Regions from separate parts of the Mus musculus genome. Here region 2 is linked to region 1. The links are chromatin contacts, called in public Hi-C maps. All regions are on one chromosome and are shown on one strand. Each heading gives the region's core, a stretch centred on a gene start, on an enhancer-like site or on the middle of the called end of the contact. The rest is flanking DNA. Distances are from core to core; before and after follow the strand shown.

Region 1 (6,771 bases), core at 1,248-3,747:
GATTATACTTTAAATACTTTGTAAAAAGTTTTTAAAAGTAAAGGTGATAGAGGAGTTAATTATTTTATCAAATGATTTGAAGGAAGTATTTGTTAATTTTAGACCAATGTTCCTAAGAAAATGTTTCTCAGAGGAAAACATATCTTTGGTAAACAAATAGATGTATGAAAAGTTTCTTTCCACAGATGCATTTGGGCATAAAACTAAAGATTAATTTTGGTTAATGTTTTACCAAAAGGCATCTTCTTATGAGCAATTGATTGTAAAGTGCATGGTTTATGCTCTACAAGGAAATAATGGAGATTGGTGAGAAAGCTCTCATGTTGGTCTTCCTGTGCACAATAACGGCAAGTCAGGATTGGGAAGCTGGACCTGCTCCTTATGAGGGACTATGGTTTCTCACTGAGGGCAGATCAATGGAACCACACGGTACAAGCACATCCAACAATAGCCGGCACTGTGAGGAATGCAGGTGAATGATCACAGAAAGGCACCTCCTGGCAAAGTCCATCAAAGAGTGGGTTGCACGGTGCTGAAGAGCACACAAAGGGTCCAGGATGCCAAGCTCTGTAACCCAGGAGTCATGAGACTGAATCACCACCCGACGCTACAGAAGGGGTGGTGAGCCTCTGCAGTATCTTCCATGTGTGCCTCTCATGTGATCCAGAAATGTATCCACAATGTCTACCTGGTGTTCTTAGTTTTTACTCAAGAAAGTGAAAGCGTATACATCTGAAGACTTGCTCACAAGGACTTGTGGCAGCTTCATTGGCTGTAGTTTAAAATCTGGGCTGAGACAACATCCCCACACTGCAATCTTTGGTCCCTATCTGATGGGCAGATGATGGGACCTTTAAGATGTGGGCCCCATGGAAGGAAATGAGTTCACTGGGGACATGTCCTTGAAGAGAACTTTCCACCATTGATGTTATTCCTCAACACAGGCAACAAGGATAGAGTCAACCACTATTTCCCAAAAGCCAGGCGTGTAACTACAAACACAAACAACCCTTGTTTCTGTTTTTTTTTTTTTTTTTTTTTTTTTTTTTTTTTTAAGTTTCTCTGGTGTTCCTTTACTTGGCAGAAAGTGGACTCACTCAACTTGAGCATCAATTCTGGAACAATCTCAGTTTGTAACACTCTCATCTGTGTGGTGTTAGGTCTGTAGCGGCTGTTCATGTGAGTAGTATGCATTGAAGCTGTTCTCTGAAGGATCAGATTATAAGCTGCCCTTTGCCAGAAGGGGGCAACATACCAGAGAGACCAGTGAGACCTCTAACAGCCCTAAGCATCTCAGACACCTGCTTCTAACACCTTGCTTTCACAGAAGAGCTCGCTGGTGTCCTGAAGCCTCGGAGCTGACGGGAAATCAGTCATTCTGGGCAGCATCCTTAAGCTTTGATCTTTCCAGCAGCAATGTGAATTTTACATATTTTTTTTCCCCCCACCGGCATACTTTGTTAGGTTTTTTTTTTTTTTTTTTTTTTATCACAAAAGACTAAGGCTTAGCCTTTGATAAATTCTCATTTGCAGAGATAAAGTAAAAGGGGGAAAAAGCATTGGGACCTTATAGGAAATGGCAATTTCACCCCAACACCCCCCCCCACCACACACACTCATGCAGTGATAATTTCGAAGTTTAGAAGGGTAACACACACACACACACACACACACACACACACACACATATACACACACACACACACACACACACACACACACACACACACACACACACACACACACACACACACACACACACACACACACACACACACACACACACACACACACACACACACACACACACACACACACACACACACACACACACACACACACACACACACACACACACACACACACACACACACACACACACACACACACACACACACACACACACACACACACACACACACACACACACACACACACACACACACACACACACACACACACACACACACACACACACACACACACACACACACACACACACACACACACACACACACACACACACACACACACACACAGACACACACACACACACACACACACACACACACACACACACACACACACACACACACACACACACACACACATACACACACACGCACACACACACACCTACCCCTTCAAGCATGAAAAAAGCATTTGAATTAAGCCAGGCACACAAAGCAAGAGAATTGTGGAGAGAAGCTCTCTGACAGGCAAGCCTGCTCTTTATTCTCTTGAGCTAATTCTGCCACACGACACACTGGCATCCAGAAAAGTAAGATTCTGACAGGCTAATTTCAGCTTGTGCTTCCAATGAAATGTACATAAGGCACTTGTTACGTCTAGTGACAGTCAGTGTCATTTTCTGTTTAAAAGCAATCCATTTGTGTGGATGCCTAGGAGAGCAGGTGCCCGTTGAGGGAGTAGGAAGGGCGTTTGGGGTCTAGTGAAGGTTTGCACGGCCGCTTGGCTGAGGCAAGGGAAGTGAGGCTCGGCCCGGATCATCAGGCTGGATTATCAGGCTGCTTGGGTTCAAGGACAGAGTCATCAAGTCAAGCTGGTGTCTGTCCATGACTTCCCCCGTCAGCGGTAAGATCTTAGGACCTATAGAACAGACGATCAGGTGGTGATATCGTTTGCTTATCAGTCCAGCTTGCTGCAGCTGCGAAGTAGAAAAGCTAAAAACAAAGTCTCTGAGGACAGACACATCAGAATACGGAAACAGAACACCAAAAAAACAAAACGGAGGCAGGCTAAAGGAGGACACGTGTGACCAGTAGGTGGCGCCATTATACCGCACAGAACCCGGCTTTCTGGCAGAGCTCTACTGGGGAGATTAGAGCCATATACAATTTCCTGTTGGCATTGAAGGTGAAGTCAAGGGTTGATATAAAGAGCTCCATGAGGCTCTGAAAATGCCGCATGCCGGCAGCAACCCAGGCTCACCCTTAAAAGAACTTCAGGAGTGAGGGCGCCAAGGAGGATACTGAGTCATAGCCCCATCGAAATAGTGTCTGATGTCACTGGCGAAAATAGACCCGGAGATCTCTTCTGTTTATCCCGCTGTAAAGAGGTGACATTCATCGGGTGACTAGAGAGTTCATTTAATTATAAAAGACAGAGCCATAATAGAGAAGCAGGATACGACTCCCTTGTCTAAAAGGTGTGGTGGATATTTGGAACCATGTATTTCCTAACCTGTGGTTTACAGCGTCTTTTAAAATTTGCTTTCCAAAGGAAACAGCATTTGGAACAGCAAAGATTGCTCAGGTCAAGACAGTGTGTAATTACAGTGCCAGATGGAGACTATTTCTGCCAACCACGATTCTAATTTCGTCTTTCCCTTTACCCAGTACTAAATTGAGTCTACTTAATAGAGACGCGTACTGCCAAAGCCACCCACAGCCCGTGTCCCATTCTGATTTCCACCTATCTTGTAAGATTTCAGACAAGCTTGAGGTTTAGATTGAACAAAGACAAGCTGAGCTACCATAGGGCTGGCTAATCTACAAAGAGGATCTGGGGGTGGGGTGGGTGCTTAAACAGTACATAGAGTGGGCAGGCACAGTCCTCTGACCAGAAAAGCCTCAGGCAAGGACAGTCTGGCACCCCCCTGTTGTGGATTTAAACTACCATTTCTTTGCACTGACTCTCAACTATCTCAGCAGGGATTTTGCTCAGCAATCTTTGCAGAGCCTGTTTCTTCCCTACATACTGAGTATGAGCAGTGGGTAGGGTTTTATTTCATCCTCCTTCCCCAAAATCACTGTGGTTTCAGGGAACTAGAACAGAACATGGGCCTCAGTGTGGGGCAGCTGTAGAGCAGTGATCTGACCATGGAAGCTAGCTTCGCCACAGGGGTGTACTTTTTGTTTGTAGGGACTAGAAAGTATGGGAATAGGTATGAAAGGAATAGGGCTGGACAGAAGGGAGGAATGGGAGAAATGAGGGGGAGAGGGGTGGAGAAAAGAATAGAGGGGAGGAGAGGATGGGAGGGGAGAAAAGAGGAGGGGAGGAGAAAAGGAGAGGGGGAGGGCAGAGGAGAAGAGGGGAAAAGAGGATAGGGGAAGGAAGAGAAGAAGGGAAGATGAGCGAGGAGGGGGAGGAGAGGAGAGGGGAGGGAAGAGGAGGGAAGGAAAATGGAAAGGGGAGAGGGAGAAAGGAGAGGAGAGGGGAGGGGAAAAGGGAGGGGAATGTAGAGGAGGGGAGTGGGGAGGGAAGAGGAGAAGAGGGGAAAAGAGGATAGGGGAAAGAAGAGAAGAAGGGAAGATGAGCGAGGAGGGGGAGGGGGAAAGGAGAAGAAAAGGGAAGGGAAAAAGGGAGGGGAATGTAGAGGAGGGGAGTGGGGAGGGAAGAGGAGAAGGAAAGTCAGAAGAGGAGGGGAAGGGGAAGAGAAGGGAAGGGAGGAGAGGGGAGGGAAGCCCCATAGAACTTGATCAATGATAAGGATGTACAGCCGAAGCTTCGGAGTGTACATCTGGAAGATCCACTCTGTTGTGTTCAGCTTGTTTTCTTTCTTATCAGAGAGAGCTGCTATTACCTACATCAGGGTCCTATTTACGCAATCATGGCAATTTTCCAAAAGGGATTTAATGATTACACAATTTCATAAACCCAAGAGCTGAGTTCTCTCTTATCCGAGTCCTGAAGCCACCCCTAGCTCTTTCTGCAATCTCTCTATTCACTCACCCTTTGAATGACACCGCCTCCTGTGGTCATGCTTTTACCAACTTCAATAACTGTTTCCCATAGGCATGTCTCAGTGGATGTAGGGGCATCCACTGGGACAGGGGCAATATTTCAGCAACCACACCCCGGAAAATACCTACCAGCAGCTGTGGATGCCCTGTAGCTTCTTAACTGGATGCAGGGCCTTGGTAGCTCTGTCCTTGTCCATGGTGCAATACTGACCAGTTTGACCTTGTGCAATTCCTGTGAAGACTACTACAGCTATGGTGAGTTCATGGGTACCCATCCTTGTCATCCTCGGTAGACATCCATCAACTCACGGCATCCTTCCCATCCTCTGGTCCTTATGACCTTTCTGCCCTTTCCTCTGAGATGTTCCCCAAGCCTGGCAAGATGGAGGTATGATATAGACAACCCATTTGGAGATGAACACTTTATAATGGCTTATTTTCTGCAACTATGATTAGCTTTGGTTCTCTGTATTAACCTCTGCCCATTATAAAACGAAGCTGCTCTGTTTATAGGTGACAGCTGCATTATGGGAAATAAAGATACATGTTTAGAAGACAGTTGGATAGTGTATCAATTTAGCAAAATGATAGTTACAGGCTACCCTACAGTGTCTGGGTCTATGCCCTTGCTTGCCATTGGATCTTCAGCAGGTTTATAGTATCGGGCATGATTTTCTTCCTATTGAGTAGACCTTAAATGTCGTCAGACAGTTGTTAGTTCACCCACATGATGTTCGTGCCACGACTGCCTCCAGGGGCATATCTTGCCAGGTCTATTGCTATTGCAGCTTACAGGGTTCACAAGTGGCAATACTGCTGTTCACTTTCTTCCCCCACAGCCTGTATACATAGCCCCTTCTAATACCATGAAAGCGATTCATCAGGGAGAAAGCTTTCCAGACAGTCTCAGCTTGATTTTGTCAACTCCTGTGGCCAGCCCTTGGCATTTCCATCCATAGAACCTGAATTTCAAATTCTGGTGGTCAGCCAGGAGCAATGGAAACAGCCTGGGTTGGTTTGGGAGTCTCTGGGACTCCCTGGCTAGCAACTTGAAGGGAGATAACCATAGCTCACACTCAACTTTTGTTTTACAACCTATGGCTTCTGGCGAGACCACTGTCCCCTAACCATGGGAGTTAATTCCATTTAAACTACTCAAAAATACAGGTATAGGAAAATTCATAAAAAAGCAGGTTCTAAAATGTCTCCAGTGTAGTTAATTGCTCTTCCCATCCCATCTTCTTCTTCCTTACCCTTCCATCCTGTTCCCTGCCTGATTTTTGTGGTCCTTTAAGTGATAATTGTCCTGGACCATTAGACTTGAGCTATCCTGAATCTGTCTTTCGTGGCAGGATCCTCATCGTAGCCAGATAAGAAATGAATAGATGTCTGACACTCCTAATCTATCACAAAACTACTTCTTCAGCTAGATGTCCCCCTCTTCTGACCTCTCAAAGGACAAGAGGTGGCGACTTTAGAGGCCAGCCTTCTAGCCGGCATCTCTACCTCCATCAAGGTCCCATTTTTTTAGGCTTGCCCTATGCTTCACTAGGGATATCCTTACTACCGATTGCTTCCTCTCCACACATGCATATACAATCAGATAATGAGCATCAGAGAAGGAAAGAAAGCTTTGACTCACCGCGGAATGTGGCTGGATGTTACTTTTATTTCATTCTTATTACTATTATTGTTGTTGCTATTATCATTGTTGTAATTATTATTATTTTGCAGCACTTAGGGACTGAACTCTGGGACTGGTGTGTGGTTCTGTTACTGGGCTACATTGTCAACCTTCAACCACTGATGATTCCCATCTATAGAACCTTACTTTCAAGTTCTGATGGACAGAAGTGTTCATCTCCAAATGGGACGTCTATATCATACCCTCCTCCTTGGCAGGCTCAGGGAGCAACTCAGAAGAAAGGGCAAAGAAGTCACAAGGGCCGGAGGATGGGTGGGATGCTGTGAGTTTATGGATGTCTATCAAGCATGGCAAGGATGTGGTACCCATGAACTCGCCACAGCCGAGGTAGTCTTCACAGGAACCAGATTAAAACTGTGG
Region 2 (6,771 bases), core at 1,936-4,435, 260 kb after region 1:
CCAGAAGACACTAAAGATTTTTTAAATGTCACAAGTAAACATTAGGCTTATTTTAAAAAATTAAAGAGCTAATGATAGTTCCTACTATTGTGGTGTTAGTTGTCTTTGCCCTTTACTAGGCCAATGGCTGCATCTCCTGGGGGTTTTGTGATGCTTACTGTGACCCTCAGGACCCTCTGAGAGTCTCCGTTGGATTTAGCATGTAAGGTTGGGTGGCTGAATGGACATCCTCACTGAGGACGCAGGCACAGCATGAACTTCTTTGCTGTGTCCTATCCTTGGTTCGAATTCATCTTGAAGCTTTGTGCCTTGCTCCAGGTGTAGAAGTTCTAGAAGTTTATGTGAGCCACCACTGCAAAGGACCCTGGTAGCAACACTGGTATGTTCCATCCTTAAACAGATTTACCTGAATTAGTAACTTTGCCTGGAACTACTTGGGTTATTTCACTGTGACTGACACCTCATGTTGTTGTTGACATGTGACTTCATTGCTAACTCGTTCTGTCCTTTCTTAGGTTTCTCGCCTTATGAGGGGTTTTCTCTGTCAACTCAAGTATGTGCCGGATAGAAGAAAATTGTTGTGTTTAAGTAGAGACATGACTATTAAAACAAAACCATGCAGAATATATACATACATATACATGGATATATATATATATATATATATATATATATATATATATATACACACACACATATATGTGTGTATACATATATTGTGTGTGTGTGTGTATATATATATATATATATATATATATACACACACACTTCATGTACGCATGTACATGAATAAGTGCCAGCAAGTGAGTGAATGTGTGGGCATCCTCTTGCATGTCCCCACTCTGGCACCTCAGCACAGGCAGGGGTGACTTGATGCGTCTGGGGAACAGGGAGGAACTCTGAGCTGTCTTTGAATAGCACTAATGAGTGCCCTGACCTTGAATGGGTCACTCTGCACCTCCTGTGATTTTTCTGTCACACAGCTTTGACTGACTGCTCAGGTCCCCTGGGTTTTAAAATTAATTTTGGGATGAAGTTTTATGTGACATTGTGACACAGGCATCTGGTCTTTGACTCAGAGTGAGCTCATGGTAGCTAAATTGGACCACAAAAAGCATGGCAGGGGATACCATAGCGTGGTTCCCTCTCTTTCCCCTGGACAAACTGGACTACATTCTATCCCTTTGTTGGTTTGAGGGGGATGCAGGCTCTGCTTGTCCAGGCTCATCTCTGAATAAATACATTGCTCATGGACTTTGCTTCTGTGTGATAGCTGCACAACTGGCCAGACTCATCCTGGCTGCAGAAAAGTTGGTTAATGTAGTGTCTGGTCTCCAGGATGCTAGCAGGAGGATCGCAGAGGGGAGGTTAGAATGTCTAGGATGAGAGCAGTTGCAGTGGTCCAAACCATCTTGCCAATCTTCAGTGCAAGGCTGTGCATTACTCAATGTGTGCTTAGGGATGGTATTTTCCCTATTATATCTTGACCCATCTTTCTTAGGATTTGAAAAATTGTCAATACATGACCTTTGAAGAAACTGTGTGTGTGTATACATATATGCATGTGTGTGTGTGTGTGTGTATATATATATATATATATATATACATATATATATATATATATATATATACATATCAATCATATATATACATATATGCTTAAATCAATCAGGGTCATGTTCTGCTCCTAACAATACAAATACTGGTCTCAGTGACCAAGGCTCCTGAGGGCAAATTTGCATTCTGATTGTGTAAGGTACAGCAGACAGACCAGTGCTTGCCACTCATACTTAAGAAACGGCAGTTCTCCCAGATGCAGGCCAGCAGGTGCCTTACCTTTTTAAATGTCCCCTGTTAAAGTGGCGCTGCTGCAAAGGTGATCATCTGTGTTTATAGAACTGGCCACGGGGGGCACTGTTCTCATGGGGGTGATGGAGGTGCGAGATGCAGACTGGTGGAGAGCAAATGACCTGTCAGCACCCCAACTCCATTCTCTAACCCTGTAGACAGTCTGTTGATCTGTCCTCCTGTCAAAAAGCCTGCGGTCCTGGAGTGAAACATTTCTCAGTGGCAGAGCAGCTGTGTTCTTGCCTTGCATGTGTGAGGTCATAGGTTCAATCCTCAGATTGAAACCAAAACAACAAAATGTTACAATTCTATCAAACCTGTAAGAGTAGAATAGAAGCCTCTTTGTGGTGCAGCTCGGGTCTTTCTTCTTCTTTTTAAAATGTAAATACCACATCTTTTTATTTTGTGTGTGCGAGCATTTGGCTTTAGGTATGTGTGTGTGTGTACCCTGTGCATTTAATACCCGTGAAGGCCACAAGAGGGTGTCAGATTTCACCAGAAGGAGAATTACAGACAATGGTGAGGTGCAGCGTGGATGCCCAAACCAAACCCAGGGCTTCTATGAACACAGTAAGTGCTCTTAACTCCCGAGCCACTTCTCCAGCCCCAGTTTTTTTTTTTTTTTTTTTTTTTTTAATTTTCAAGAGGTGTCAAGCCTTGTTCTGGCACTCACGAGCTGGAAGCCCCTTTTCATTCAAGGAAATCGTATCATATCCTGTTTACATCCCCTGTAGCACCTGTGTGTTTCTAAGTGATGATGTAGCACACCTCAGACACTATATTTTCCCATGCAGTGTTGGTCCAAAACAAACTCTTCCTTCCTTCCCGGCTTTTTTTTTTTTTTTCAGGTATTTCCCCATAACAATGATAAAGTCTCCCATGTGGCCTCTGCAGGGATCTTATTTCCAGATAAGGTCTCATTCATCTTCAGCACCTGGGTTTGTGGGTTCGCCATCTCTTTGGGGTGCGGGGAGGCAATATTCAATCTGTCATAGCACTTAACTCAGAAGCACACAAAGAAGATGGGTGTCATCACTTATTCAGAGCACGTTTCGATTGTGCTCCTCCTGCCATGATCACCCTTGTGTGAATCCAGGCTGACCTGAGAGTATGGTTGTATTTTTATGTTCAGGCAGATGCTCAAGGGGGGGATTTTACAGTTAGCTGGGTCTTTCTGCCTCCCTGTTACCATCAAGAGCACTCTGTCTCTCTCACCTGCCACGCCTCCTCCTCCTGATTTAAAATAGAATTTCACAGAACCCGGGGATGACATACTGCCTCTTCTCTTCCAGCTCAGCTAACCCCAGCATCAGTTTTATCACGTGGTACCGAGGCAACATCTGGAGAGGAGGAAAACCGGAACAGCCACTGCAGAAAAAGCACGGCTTTACCATGCAACGAAGTAGTCTGAGCGTCAGTAATGAATCCTCCTCTTAGCCAGTGTCGGCTGTGGGCAGGCTCTGAGGACAGATGTGTCCTCTGCAGCAAACACTCAGATTTCCATGTCTGGATACAAATGAGACTTGTCAGATGTGTGTGTGTGTGTGTGTGTGTGTGTGTGTGTGTGTGTGTATGTGTAGGGGGTGAAGCAGGCAAAGTTAGCAGGCAGTATGACACAGAAAACTCCACCATATAGGGAAAAGAAGAAACCTGTCCATGATAACAAACCAAGTTTATCTTCACATCCCTCCTATTTCTTCAGCCTCCATGGTTTTGGAAAGGCACATAGATAGGATCTGGGAAGCTCTCCAAACTGCTTAGAGAGGGAGAAGATGAAGGTAGCAGGAGAAATAGCAATCTACCCTTTGTCTTCACCTAACGCTGTGGTGAGGACAGACCTGGTCTTTCGAGGGCTTCTCTTAAAAGATCAGCTTCCCAGTCTGTTTTCCCAGAATCGGTTGCTTGTTCCTCGAATCAGTGTGTGTAGCCAAACATCTAAGTCAGCTGTCTGCTACAGCAAGCATGATCAGGAGTCCATACTGCCCACATGCAGTGTCCCTTCTCAGTGTTTGTCCAGCAAAAGGATGCAGGGCCATCTCTTTCATCACCCCCTTATGCTCACCAGCAGCTCCTGTGACATGCCATTGGACGTCACCACTCCCGAGACATCCAGAGGCTTGAAAAGTTTCAACAACAGAAGTCCCATGAACTCTGCCTGCTTTAAATACCATGGTGTGAGTCATAGTTGGTCACAGTGGGAAGCAATTAGGAACCTTTATTATCAGCTTAGGATGTTACCCCAAAAGTCCACAAAGGAAGTACTATTACTTGCGTCAACAAAGAAAGATTTGAGGCTAGAAACTCAAGACTCGGAATCCTAATTTGAATGTTGTGTTGCACACAGGTGCAATAGAAAAGTGAGGTAAAGGAAAAGTTTGAGCCTGAAATACTCAAAATTGACACAAGCAATGCTGGTATGTGAGTGAACCTAGAGTGTGAGCCTGAGCTCAGTTCTCAGTAACACACACTCATACACACACACACACACACACACACACTCATACATGCACACACAGACACCCTCACACACCTACTCATACACACACATACTCATATACACACTCACACATACACACACATACCCTAACACATACCCTCACACACACAAACACACACTCATACACACACACACTCATACATGCACACACAGATACCCTCACACACCTACTCATACACACACACACTCATATACACACTCACACATACACACACATACCCTCACACACACATACCCTCACACACACAAACACATACTCATACACACACACACACCATATATACACACACACACATGCACACACACACACATACACTCTTACACATACACACATACACACAATACACACATGCACACTCACACACACACACTCATATACACACACTCACACATTCATACACATACACATATACACACATGCACACTCACATACAAGAGGGGGGAGGGAGGGCAAGAAGGGAGGAAGGGAAAGAGGGAGAGGGGAGAGGGGAGAAGAGACAGGAGAAGGGAGGGAGAGAGAAGAGAGAGGGGCTTAAGAGAATGCCCTCTGATATTTTTGTATGTGTTCATCTTGCCTTGAAATACTTTGAAATTAAAAATTTGAGTCTTAAGACAAGAAGGTGATATTGAACTTGGTTGGATCATTCCATAACCTGTAATATTTGCAGAGCTGAAAAAAATTGAGATCAGGAAAAAGCAAAACAAAATCAAGAACAAAATCCAGTATGCTTTGCTGGCATGGTGAGTTCCTGGTTTTGTTTGTTTTTTTTGTTTTTGTTTTTTTTGTTTTTTTGTTTTTTTGTTTTTTTCAGTCCCAAATGGCTTCTTAGCTAGCTGCAAACAGTGTCACTCAAGACAAAACTTGGAAGAGCAAATAGCCCTAATCTGAACTTGGTGCTTGTGTTTTAGATAAAGAGGTAACCCAGGGTGACCCAAAGACAACTTTCCTGTATTTGAAATCGGAAAGAATCTTTGTTTGCAATTGACAAAGCATAGATCTCAGCCTGGTGCTAGAGAGGTTGTATCAGGCTCTGGGGCACAGGCAGGATGATGGCTGAAATAGTCTGGAAGCTCGAAAGTGCTTATTAGAGGACCTGGAACCTGTACTTTGAAAGCCTGGCTGTTTTCATGTTTCCTGTATTTTCTTTGCCATTTCTCCTTTCTTGTCTCTCTCTCTGAGTGTGTTAAGGAGCGCTTAGAAAATTCTAACCTGTCTCAGCTAACAAAGCAAACTGTTAATGAAGGAAGGACCTGTCTAGATAGGAGCTTTTTGTTTTAGGCAATGTAGTTTTGGTATTTTATTCTTGGAAAATAATTTGAGTTTTCCACACTACAAATTATTACATCCTTTGCAAGCAAGGAAAACTAGCCAAAAAAAAAAAAAGTCAAACATAACAGGTATAACTTCCCATTCCAAGAGATTCTTTGTTAACATAGTAACATTCTTTAAAGGCCTTGTATAGCTGGCTGTACAGGTTTGTGAAGTAGACAAACTGTTAGTCTAGACTTGGTTTGCTTCCACATTTTGGAAACCATTTTATCCTACATATTTATTAACATTCATTTGCATGGATGTAGAGGACTGAAGTTTAATAAGATTGCTGTACATTTTGCTAACCCATCCTCATCCTTACTGTTTGGTTTCAAACCCAGGACAATGGACTGGGATGCATATTTTGCATATCAGAGCAGACATGGCTTCCGGGTTCTCCCAGCATCACTCAGTCCCTACCTGGCATACCCTGCTCCCCAGCCCTGAAATGTCCAACCTAGAGGCTGGGCTGCCCTTCCCCCAGAGGCTCTTCCCTATATAATCCAGCCATTTTAGTTTTTCCCTATCTGCCCTCTCGCTGCACAAGGGCTGGGGCTCACTCTTTGTCTCTTCCCCCACCCCCTCCCCTCTCTCTCCCTTCCCACAGTGACTTCCCTGGCCTCTTTCCTTAGGGCCAGTGAACTCACCAGCCCAGAGCAGTTTCCCAAGAAACCTGCATTTAATATACTCGAATCTGGCTTGAATTGGCTCATTTCATCGGTGGAGAAATAACTTATCACTCACTTCTAGCTTTGCATGGGCTGATGTGTGGACATGGATTCATTTACACACACAACTCTTCCATATCATGCACTTATTACAACTTTCCCCTGAGCATCCTGAGAGTCTCATTATTGCGATGTCTAAGGAAACATCTCTTTTCAACTTATTTTTGTCACTATATTTTGAATATTCCCATTTCTCTGTCTACAGTGGCACACAGAGATGTCTCATTATCTGCCTTGTTTAGGCAGTGATTAACACATCATTAACATAGGAAGAGTTGGGAAAATTGCTAAAGACTGTTGAAAAGTGTAGTAACTGTTAATAGTCACCAACTGTTCATAAGGCACTTAGCTTAATTTGTTAGGAACCATAGTGTTTGGAGCATCAC

The links. Hi-C and Micro-C count contacts between places; a contact is called where the count stands out from the background.
Region 2: a contact with region 1 is called in a Hi-C map of cortical neurons, with 2.7 times the contacts expected there. The contact joins two enhancer-like sites. A contact is called at or near these places in 8 of 484 Hi-C or Micro-C datasets (cerebellar granule neurons, cerebral cortex, cortical neurons and 2 more) and 1 of 115 datasets of contacts at active chromatin or transcription factors (astrocytes).

Annotation. Positions count from the first base shown.
Region 1 is chr17:9,029,129-9,035,899 of GRCm38.p6, forward strand. No RefSeq gene overlaps it. Among named protein-coding and RNA genes, the nearest start is that of 1700010I14Rik, 44 kb to the left of the region's middle. Within about 2 kb of position 2,498, at least 64 of the 459 cell types and tissues checked have an H3K27ac peak or open chromatin away from gene starts, as enhancers often do. A contact at or near this core is called in cortical neurons, where this site is marked.
Region 2 is chr17:9,284,691-9,291,461 of GRCm38.p6, forward strand. No RefSeq gene overlaps it. Among named protein-coding and RNA genes, the nearest start is that of 6530411M01Rik, 120 kb to the left of the region's middle. Within about 2 kb of position 3,186, at least 14 of the 459 cell types and tissues checked have an H3K27ac peak or open chromatin away from gene starts, as enhancers often do. A contact at or near this core is called in cortical neurons, where this site is marked.